Regions from separate parts of the Zea mays genome. Here region 1 is linked to region 2. Evidence: chromatin contacts called from public Hi-C data. All regions are on one chromosome and are shown on one strand. The core of a region is the stretch at or near the end of the contact, and the rest is flanking DNA. Distances in the headings are between cores, read along the strand shown.

What was found. Hi-C and Micro-C count contacts between places; a contact is called where the count stands out from the background.
Region 1: a contact with region 2 is called in a Hi-C map of tassel, with 2.5 times the contacts expected there. The contact joins the promoter of LOC542139 here to the promoter of LOC118476738 in region 2. A contact is called at or near these places in 2 of 25 Hi-C or Micro-C datasets (leaf mesophyll and tassel).

The regions. Positions count from the first base shown.
Region 1 is chr3:203,526,220-203,531,767 of Zm-B73-REFERENCE-NAM-5.0, reverse strand. It overlaps LOC542139 (cellulose synthase 11), which reads right to left and starts at 1,787. Exons shown (of 13, transcript NM_001111766.2): 1 at 1,545-1,787; 2 at 1,346-1,455; 3 at 1,185-1,236; 4 at 944-1,091; 5 at 1-264. The coding sequence starts at 1,713.
Region 2 is chr3:203,063,665-203,069,317 of Zm-B73-REFERENCE-NAM-5.0, reverse strand. LOC118476738 reads left to right here and starts at 2,678. Exons shown (of 2, transcript XM_035966411.1): 1 at 2,678-3,126; 2 at 3,228-3,648. The coding sequence starts at 3,054. The coding sequence ends at 3,547. It overlaps LOC103651208 (probable alpha,alpha-trehalose-phosphate synthase [UDP-forming] 7), which reads left to right. Exons shown (of 3, transcript NM_001301547.1): 2 at 1-254; 3 at 846-1,445. The coding sequence ends at 1,223. It overlaps LOC100283972, which reads right to left and starts at 5,378. Exons shown (of 1, transcript XM_034059761.2): 1 at 3,964-5,378. The coding sequence starts at 4,800. The coding sequence ends at 4,099.

The sequences.
Region 1 (5,548 bases), core at 538-3,037, 460 kb before region 2:
GCAATCAGCCTATCAACATAAGTCTCACGATTGATAGGATACCACTTCGGGAATTGATCCAATATCCAGGAGAAACCAAACCAGATCTCACATATAACTGATGTCATCCAGAGACCAAAGGCACTGTTAACAGGATTGGTGATACGGTAGTGAAAGAAGAGCCCAAGAACAATTAACCGCATAATGATCACTGCTCTGTAAGGTGTGAGCTTGTTCTTTGATATTGGGATGACCCGGGAGAGTGGCTCATATGCATCTGTCAAGCTGCAAAATTGTTTGTTGTTACAACATGTACAGAGATAGAAACGTCACATTTTAGTGAAAGTTATCACAAAGGCTTCAAACAATAAATGATGAGATTGAGACCTTTCAGGCATCTTATCAGAAATTAGGTACAGAGTTAAAAATATTGCGAAATAGGCTAGGATAGAGTTCACTTGTGCTAGATTGAACAGAAAACCAGATCTTGGGAAACGCTAGTGGTACTAAATAAATAAATGTCAATAGGCCAGGCTTAGTATCTGATTGAGGTGTCGTCGTGTTGAGTTAGGTTAAAATGAGGCCTGATAATGAGATATGAAACATAAATATGTATGTCACCATCCACAATTATTTCAGTGCTTTGGTTTACTAATTTCTACTCCAGTATAGCGAAGTCCATGCTTTAATGTCCTAAAAACAGTATATACACGGCACAGCAAGTTCAATTTCATCACACAAGTTCTGGGATCTAGTAAGATAAAGCTAACTTTGACGTATGTGAGAGAACCTCAATGTTGCCATTATATTAGAACAATGATCAGCTAAAAGCATTCTTAGTTTCACCTAATCAAGTATCATTTAACATTCGCAGTTCATTTATAATATCACTCTATGCATGGAGAAGGATAGGCACCTCAACGAGTCATAAAGAAAGATCTATAAATGGACGCTTCATCCTTACTCTTTTTCATCCATGATCTGTTCTTCGACAGGCGGAGGCTGTGCTTTAGCTGCAGTCTTTTTGGCCGAGGCTTTCTTCTCATTCTTCTTTTCCTTCCAACTCTCCACCCTGTTCTTCCAGATGGGCTTACCAGATTCATCATTCAATTCTGCAAATTCATAGTAAGGGTTGAAATTTCACTACCCCCACACCATCAGAAACAAAGGAAACAGGACGTAAATTATGAAGCAAGTAACCTTACCACTACCAATTCCCGACAAGCTGCTCATGGTCCTGGCGTGGCTTACTTCATCCTATTCCAGCAAAACTCAGTTACCCACAAAGTAAAAAATGACCAGAGTTTTCTAGAGACATCAGTTGCAGTGGCACACTGAACTGAACAAACAGAGAGGGGAAAACCACCTGGCGATCATTGAGGTGGCTGCCCATGGTGACCCTCTCACGCAGGCCACCGGCGGTGTGGTGGTTCTCCACCACCTCCTCCTCCGCCTCGGTTCCCTCGCTGGCGCGCGCTGGAACAGAGAGCGGTCGCATACACGTTAGCATTACCTCCCGAAAACCGGCAAAAGAAAACAGTACGATTCCGATACTCGCGACGCACCTGGGTTGATAGCGGCGTAGTCCCCTCCGCAGCGCGCGCATGTGGTGCGGCCCTCGGCGGCGTCCTCGTCGAGGCACGCCCTGCAGAGCGCGTAGCTGCACGCGCGGCAGGCAGCGCGCGCGTCGTCCCCGCACGCCGCGCAGGACTGGGCCGCCGCCGACTCCATCATGGCCCCTCCTCCTCACCCCGACGCGCGGCCTCGGGGATCAGGGTGTGATAGCTGGGTGTTGGGTGTGAGAGAATGGGAGAGAGAGGCTAAGCGTGCCGGAGGTTGGAGGCGTGGTGATATAGCGGTAGCCCATGATCGCGGGGTGATGGAAGCGGTGCGGTGAGGTGGCGCTGGCAGGCGGTGGGTGGAGTTGCGGCGTCGGCGTCGCATTGGCGGGTGGATGGAAAGAATGGAAGCAAAGAGTTGGGTGAGGGGAGGCGCCATGGGGAGGGAGAGGGAGGGGGTGCGTGCGTGCAGCAGGTGGGTTTTTTCCGCGGGGTTTTGCGGGGTTTCGAAGCGAAGACGACGTCGACGGGTGGGGTGATACAGCTTCCGCGCGCGCGGCCGCGCGGGGCGTAACCTGGAAGACGGGCAGATGGGGGGTCGGAGCACGGGGGTGGTTGGTAGGTTCCGTTGATGCGGTGGGGGTGGGTCCGTCAGTGCGGAAAGCCGCAAAGGTTAAACAATCTCTACCTGATGTCTTAGCCCAGATATAAAAAAAAAATCGATCCTGGAATCGGTCTGAAAAACTTCTCTTCTGTTGTGACCGTGTTGCCAGGAGATAAAAACTAATATAAAATATAGATACGGAAGGAGTAACATCACTATCATATGTAAAATCAATATAGTAAAGTATCATCATAACATTAATATTCTATTGACGAAATAAATATCTAATATTATTATAAAACAAATATAAAATATAGATACAAAACGATAAACATCAGTATGATATAAAAAATCGGTGTGCTAAAATATCACCGTAACACTAATATTCTATTGACGATATAAATATATAATATTATTATAAATACGACATGGTCACCCTTGGTAAGTTGAAACAAACATCACTATGACATCTTTGTTGTTTTTTATTTCATGTTGATGGGTAAATATAACTGAGAAACTTTCTATGTTTTCGTGTCCTTATCTACATGTTATGCAACATAATGTTCAGTATAACTGATTGACTTATCCTCAATTATGAGTTTATCCTAAAAAATCAATGAGATGATCCTGCTTTTTTTATGCTTATAAGAAACTAGATGAGTGCCCGTGTGTTGCAACGGAACCACTATATTGCAGCCTTCAAGCACAAGGGATTTACCACTTGCAACAGGCTAGAAGCTCATGTCTTCGGAAAATTCAGAAGAGGCAGAAATAAAAAAACAGAGTCCTTTGAAAGGGCAATAGATTACTGGTTAGGTTGCCTCGTGCTTATATATACACGCGCGCGTCTTGCTGCAGTGCATTTTTCCTGTCCCTGTGGGCTTGGCTTCTGTTCTTCCTACCTTGCGACGCTCATCAGACCAAAAGGAACAAAATCTCGAGTCATCGACGCCCAAGCAATCAAAATTGCCTCTCCAAAATTACCAAGCATGTGCTCGATGGTCTCCAGGCTCATGCCACCCCGGGTCGAGGCCTATCCAATGCACTGCCACTCCTCCACCTTAGTCTCCCTTGCCTCCAAGCCTTCGAGGGGCAGTGGAAGGCCCTCGCGACTCCCCTCGTGCACAACATACGACACAACCCTCGCAGAAGTTGAAGCGACGACGGTCGGTGGAGGACACACCTGGGACCCAATAACCTCCATGGACGATGACGCCAACCCGAATTGACCGACCGCCACCACAGCACTCAGGGGCAAGATGCCCTAGGATGTCGGTGACAGGGTGATGAACGTCACCTCCACCCTGAGCCGTCAACCCCGGCAACGAGACTCTCTCTAGGTTGGATGCTACGGCAGGAGCATCAAGGAGGACCACCTCGAGGACAGTCGCGCCAACCAACTCTTGAGCTGTTGGAGAGGTCGGCACTCCCGCCATAGGAGGGTCGACCATTGTGTCAACAGGCAGGGAGGCCACGACGATCGAAGAAGTTGCCATCACTTGCAACGTAAGGCAAGCACCCCCCATTCGTTGCAAGGGTCGCGCCCTTCACCATATTGTACAACACATATGTGTTGGCAAGGGGAACAAGAAGAAAAACATGGATCAAGCACGAGAGCATGGGATAAAAAGGAGCAGAGTGGAGAAAACCAATATACCTGGAGGAGCGCTTCCCCGTGGTTGTCTTCTTCAGCGCGGCCGCAAAAGGCACGAGATAGGGAACCGCCTCCGTATTTCTCCCATAGCGACACCTCGATGACACAAAGGCCGTCTGTGTTTGCGATTACGCTTGAGGCATCGCATGACGTACATCCGTCGCTAGAGGCGTAGGGGGGGAGGAGAACTGACACTGGCTCCTTCCCCGCACGACACCCTGATGTAACCAAGGGCGCGGGAGGATGCGACGCCACCAGTGTCGCTCCCCCCTCATCATCGTCGGACCTACCCCCTGCCATGAGGTGTTTGGAGGACACAACAAGCATGATGAGGTCTGACACCAGTCCCCCACCTTGGGCTGAGACGTTGGAGTTTACTCAGCGTCCCTAAGGTGGGACGGGCCACCCTCTAAAGTAAGGACGTCCATCCCCTGGACGCAGTAGAGGTCATGTCCTCCATGTCGGTGGATGGGGTAATGCTCCTCCCAAGCTCCGCGGGCGAGGCGCGTGACCTTCTTCTCCTTTTTCCTCGTCAGACGACGCTTCCGTCGTGCCGCCGAAGTCTTCGCCTCATCCTCTCTCTTCCAGTTCCGCTCCACCCTGATGATGACATACTTGGGAAGGGGCGAAAGACAGGGCACCATAGGCTCAATCCCCTATGAAACCACACTCGCCCATGATACAAAGGGAGGAAAGGGCGGAAGAAGACGAGGGAAAGAGAACTCACCAAACGGCTCGAAACATCCTTGAATAAAGGAAGGGGTGAATCCTCATCCATGAAGGACCCCGGCGATAGTACCATAACGACCCTGACCCGGGCTTCAATTTCGGACAACACGAGTAGCTCGGTGGAGTGACGGTCGGGGTCGAGAACGCCGAAGTACTAATACATGGCTTCTTGTGGACCATCAGGGGTTGGACTCGTCGCGGCATGAAGGTGCGCACCAGTCGAGCGCCAGTGAGCCCCTGTTGCTTGAGCGTAGCAAAAGCCTTCAGAAGTGCTCCACCTTGCTCTCAAATTGTGCCTCCGTGCCGTAGTGCCACTTGAGAGCACTTAGAGGGGGTGAATAGATGATCCTGTAAAAATCAACACTAAATGGCACAAACTTGGTTTATGAAATGTTAGTGGAATCAAAACCAAGGTGCTATGTCTAGAGAGAAAGAGATGTCTTCTTCACTTAATTGCTCTTCACAAGGTGAGTATGAAACTTAGAGCAATTATCAAGTGAGTAGAAGCAGAGAGAATCACACACAAATAACAACACATGACATAACGATTTTATCCCATGATTCGGCCAAGTAGAACACTTGCCTACTTCCATGTTGTGGCGTCCCAATGGACGAGGGTTGCACTCAACCCCTTTCAAGCGATCCAATGATCCACTTGAATACCACGATTTTCTTCCTTATAGGAGATGTTCCCTTTGTGAGGAATCTTCACAAGTTGGAGTCTCTCAACCTTACAATATTGATCACAATGAAAACCATAAGAGTAAGGGAGGAATAGAAACACATGCAAGAGCTAGATCACAACAGCGACACACACACAAGTCAAGAAACGAGCACACAAACACAGCGCAGCGAGTTCACAACTCAACAAGTGCTCAAATCTCAAACACAATGATCCGGATGCGTGCTTGCAAAGTCTAGGCGTCTTAGGATGTTCAATGGAGGCTTGGTTTTTTGCTCCATGCGCCTAGGGGTCCCTTTTATAGCCACAAGGTAGATATGAGATGTTGGATCTCCATTTAG
Region 2 (5,653 bases), core at 1,429-3,928:
GGCAAACATGCACCCAGGCCATGGACTTTGGATGGATGCAAATGGCAAAGCCAGTGATGAATTTATATACAGAAGCAACTGATGGATCCTACATTGAGAGAAAAGAAAGTGCCTTGGTGTGGCACCATCAGGATGCTGACCCAGGCTTTGGATCCTCACAGGCAAAGGAGCTGCTTGATCACCTGGAAAGTGTACTAGCAAATGAACCAGTCTCTGTCAAGAGTGGACAGTTCATCGTTGAAGTCAAGCCACAGGTTCGTTCATCTTTTAGCCATTCAAACCCGTTCTTGAAGATATGTGGTTTCCAACTTATAAGTTCATTATTTACGTCTTAAAAATATTCCATATTATATTTTTACGATTCTAAAAGGTAGAGTTGAACTGTAGACCACGAAGTTCAGGTAGCACCTTTTGTTCTCACAGTTAATATGATACTTAGCTTCAAAAGTGTGAAAGGACCCAGTCTAGTTCTTTTTCTTGTTGCAAATATGTTGGCGTCAGTTATAGAAGATCTCATTTGGGCCTGTTTTGGGTTTTTGTCTGGTTGTGGTGAAAGCAACTTTCTAAAAAGCAACATGCTGATGCTTGCAGGTTTTAGAATTTTGTCTTAGTAGCCTACTAGCCCTGTAGAAAAACATTATCTTGTTTGCCTTATGCCTACTAGGCTGTAGTTACTTTACCACCTTTCTTACCTTATGCAAAAAATTTCCTGCAAGTGGTTGGTACTAGTGGCAAAGTATAAGTTGATGGATATGGTTTTTACCTTGCATGATTGACTTAACTTAGTTTCTTGTATTTATTTGTGTAAATTAAAATGAGTTCTTTTGTTGTGCACTAATCTGCAGGGAGTAAGCAAGGGAATAGTTGCCGAGAGGATACTTGCATCAGTGAAGGAGAGGGGAAAGCAGGCTGATTTCGTATTGTGCATCGGCGATGATAGGTCTGATGAGGACATGTTTGAAAATATTGCCGATATCATTAAGAGGAATATGGTTGCTCCAAGAACATCGCTGTTTGCATGCACTGTGGGACAAAAACCAAGCAAAGCCAAATTCTACCTGGACGATACATTTGAAGTGGTCGCTATGCTGAGCGCACTTGCAGATGCCACTGGAGCTGAACTGAAATCTGATTCGGCTGATGAATTGGCGGCATCTATCTCATCACTTGATATTGGTGACGAACAATCAGAATCCAGCGATACACCAATTGGAGGGTCTTAGCCAGTTTTCTCTTGAATTTCAGAATATAATGATTATTTCAATAGTCAATTCTACAGAGGGGAAGCTTCTCAATCTGCTGCACTCCAAGTTTATCCAGTTGGGCAAGATAGTAGTCTGTCGCTGCAAGGCGTAGATCCATATGTTCATAGCTGACTCGCCGACTTGGCATATTCTTTGACTTTCTCATTCCTGGTTGAAGTAAAATGAAAGCCTGACAGAAGGAAAGGGAACTGTGTGGCTGAAGTAATTGGGGAAAGTTATAGGAGTGGCAAATGCTAAAGGAGCCCGTGCGCAGCTTCTGATATGATCCCTTATTAACATGACATTACAAAGTGGTGTCACTTTTTGAACTATCAGTAGTAGGTAGTAGCAATCTCAAGGGTGAGGTTTAAATTGATTAGTTGCTTCAAAACCAGATTTTGGCTCCTCTGTGTTTGGGTTATATTTTAATTACTAGGTGAGTGCCCGTGCGTTGCAACGGAACCGAATAATAACACGATAATTTAGTACTTCCTTAGGTTTGTTTAGGTCCAGTATTATAAATATCATAATCTCTTAAACATAAAGAGGTTCTCGTAATTTTGCTACATAGGCACTTCTTCCGTCAATTTGCTACCTCTAATGTTCGAGTTTTTTTTGTCTTGTCTTGTTGCTACAACAGATTCATGTGCTGCCACAAGTGAGGATGTCAGCGCATGACACTACATCTGTAGGCAGATCTGTTCAAGTTGTACATTGACGCTGTTGGTCACATCAAACCCTGCGCAAGGAATAGTTTGGATGGAGCATTCTTCTCCCCTGTGAAGGGTGGGGTGCCATCAAGCAGCATTGAACCATCACAACCCAGTATCTTACATGATTCCTATGATTAGTAGCTGAAGAAATGTGAAGTACTAAGCATATGTGCAGATTCGATGGCACTTGCATCGATCGGCGCTATAGATTACCACATGATCCAAATGCGGTAATAGTCCCACCAAAGATTCAAACGGTTTTTTTAAATATATATATAATACCAAAAAAACTGCCTTCCGGTGGCTAATTCGAATCAATATAACGAAGTAACTGAAGGGAGAGAAGTTTCAGATAAATAAACCTTTATTTCAAGGCGAGGTATCATATGTGCTAGAGCAGCCCGGATGCAGATACCCCAAACGAGATGCTTACCGTGAAAGCACGACGCATCCCAATCTTTGGAGATTTGAAGAATCCCCGGCCTCCAAGAAATCAAGAATCAGCAGGAAATCTGTTTCGCTCGCTCACTCACCAAGTTTATCTTGGTCCCCTCCTGGCCGGGAAGATATCGGTCAAATATAATGATATCTATAATGCTATTGTATTATATGTTGGTAATAAGTCGTGTCAGAGTGGGGAAGAAAAAAAAAGAGTCGCTAGCTGGCAGGAATGTTAGTTGAGTTTTCGTTTTCTTTTAATAATGAAGACGAAATATCCGTTGAGCTGAAACTGGCAGAGCAGCCTGCCCTGCCTGAAGCCACAAGCGGCCTGGAAAACCAGAAGCCGAGCCACCAGGAACGAAGACAAAACAGACAGAAACAGAAGGCGGGGGCCTCCCATTTGGTTCCCCTCCCTCCCCGTTCCCAGGCTTCCAGTGGGCAGGGCAGCCACTGGTTCCACTCGCCCGTTCAGCTATAAGTTAGTCGAGACAGGGCCTTGCACTCAGACTCATCAGTTCAATTCAATCCAATCCAATCCCACCCTTCCCCGCCCCTTCCAAGAACTTCAATCGTCCAACAAAAGCAGGAGTCGCATCCCAGATCCCCCCGCATCAGAGACAGGCAGGGAGGGAACCGAGATCCTCCGTCCGAGTCGATGGAGTCAACGGTGGAGCGGATAAGCTCGTCGGTGCAGTCCTGGGTGAAGGACCACGAGCTCGCAGCCATCGGTGAGTCAGTCTCAGCCTTTGTTGCGGATCCACCACTGCTGCTTAGTGTTCCGTTTCCGTTCTTGAAGACGATGATCTTCTGCTGAAACTGAAACCGCTAGCTGTCTGCCTGTCTATGTGCGCGCGCACGCCCAGGAGGCGTGTGGGCTGCGGCGGTGGGCGCTTCGGTGGCGTACAGCCGGAGGAAGGCGCCGCAGCACTCCTGCACAGAGCTCGGCAGCACTCCCGCATAGAGCCAGCGCGGGATCCGCGGCGGGGGCGAGATCCGGGGCGGGGGCGGCGGGGGACGGTGCCTCGGTCGTGGGGGAGGGGCACGACGGGGGCTAGCGAGCTGCTTTCATGCGCGCGCGTGGGAGGGTGCGGGGTCAGGCGGGGGCAACCAGGGTGTGGACGGGTGTGGACGCTGACGCTACTATCTTAATAGAGTAGTATAGATATGAAATGTGGATTTTTTAACCTTAGCTATTTGCAATGTTCAAGGACAATGTCTAATTACGACCTACTTTTTTGGATTGCTTTTAATTACAACCATCTGAGATGGACTCTTGAACAGGTTTTCATCTACAGCAAAATAATCGACATAATAGATAAATATGGGCTACAAGTACATGACTCCATTAAAGATAGTGAGGCAAGCATCTAACACACTATTCATGCCTCAAATCAACAATTAGTAACTTGAGACCCACATTAGCATGCTCGTTTTTGAACCACTGCATGCGCTTCCAACATCGAGTGCATACTGTTGGCGCCTAGTAAACTATAGTATAGCTGAAATATGGGTTAGTACACGCCATTATAGTTTTGTTGTTTTTGAAGCACGCTGCACACCATAACTATTCGTGAAACTATATCAGTGCCATTATAATTCTCGCGAAAGCTGAAAATGCCATTATATACGTCTGCTGAAAATGCCATTATATAAGACGATGGAGTTGCCTATTTCACCATACATGAATCCGTCTGGGCATATCATGTACTCCTACCTGGCAATGGGATGGCGAGAATGTCGCCTGGCGCGGCGACGGGACTCCCCATGGCATTGACATTCATGACATCCGTGACGGTGGTCTCGTAGCTTGCAGCGATGGCGGGCACGGTGTCCCCGACCTGCACGACGTAGGAGAGGTACACCGCGGGGAGGTTGTTGTCGGATGAGTTGAAGCAGACGCATGGCAGCGGAATGGCGAGCTTCTGGCCGGCGTCCAGCGGCGCGTCGGGGTCGGCGGAGGTGAGGCCGTTCTCGTTGCGGATCTGGTCGGAGGAGGCGAGCCCCGCAAAGACGACGTCGGAGACGGTGGCGAGCGTGTCGGCCGGGCGCGCGGCGTAGCGGACGGAGACGGACTTGCGGACGCCGTCGGCGCAGGAGCAGCGGGTGGGCACGCGCACGAAGAGGCCCATGGGCAGGATGCGGTGCGCCGCCCCTGGGGCGCCGAAGTCGAGCGCGTTGGCGGCCAGCAACGCCGCCGGGTCGACGGCGAAGAGCGCGGCCACCTCGGACACCTTCATGTCGGCGTAGAGCGTGTAACCCAGCAGCGCCGGGCAGGAGTCGGACCCCGAGCACGGCTCGATCGTCGTCTTCGCCTCCGCGCCGCGCGGCGCCACCGATACCACGGCCACCACCACCGCCACCACCATCACAGCCGCCATCACGAAGCCACGCGACTTCGCCATTACCGAGAGATGCTAGCACTTGCGAGTGCGAGCTTGGACTGTGGAGCTCGTGACTATAGTGCTCTCCGCCTCTGGTCGAGCAGGGGCGGACCCACAGGGGGTCCAGGTGGGCCGTGGCACACCCTAAGCCTAGCCTTCACAGTTCTGACGCCTGAGCACGAGCAGACCTAGCCGCCGGTCGCCAGAACGCCATGCCCAGCCTCAGCGCCGCTAGAACGCCTCACGCCCTCGCCCAGCCATCGCCACCAGGACGTCGCGCGCCCGCGTCCATCTATCGTCTCATCGGGTGCCCACGTTGGTTAGCCACCGACCACCGTCGTGCCGCGCGCTCGCGCGCTCGCGTCCAGAGCCTAACCGCCACACGCGTGACACGCCCATGCCTAGTGGCTAGTGCCCAGCCAGGATTCACCTACGAGGCTGAGCCTCACGTGGGTCCTTCTAGGTGATGTGTGCAGCCTAGTCGAATTGTTGTTGTGCTCGTTAAATTATTTCTCCGGTTAATAAGTATATAAATATGTGATCGTACATTTTTCCCCTTTATTTACAATTGATAAGGTGCTGCACATAGGTGAGAAGCAAATGGATAGAGATACATGGGTGTTTATGGTTGATGTCGCTCAACTTTTGACAACATATTTAGGTTACATGAATTGGCTTTGCAAGAGGGCTCGTGGTCGCTGTGTTGATTCTTTTGGAGTCCTTGGAGAAATATATGTTGTTCTTACCAAGCAATCACGATTTAGAGCACATGGATTGATATTCAGTAAGCAAATTCACCCATTGGCTTCTATTAAAATTGTAGGTTAGAGTTTATGTTGAAAAATTCCTGTTCGAGCGATCGGTTGGGATGCTA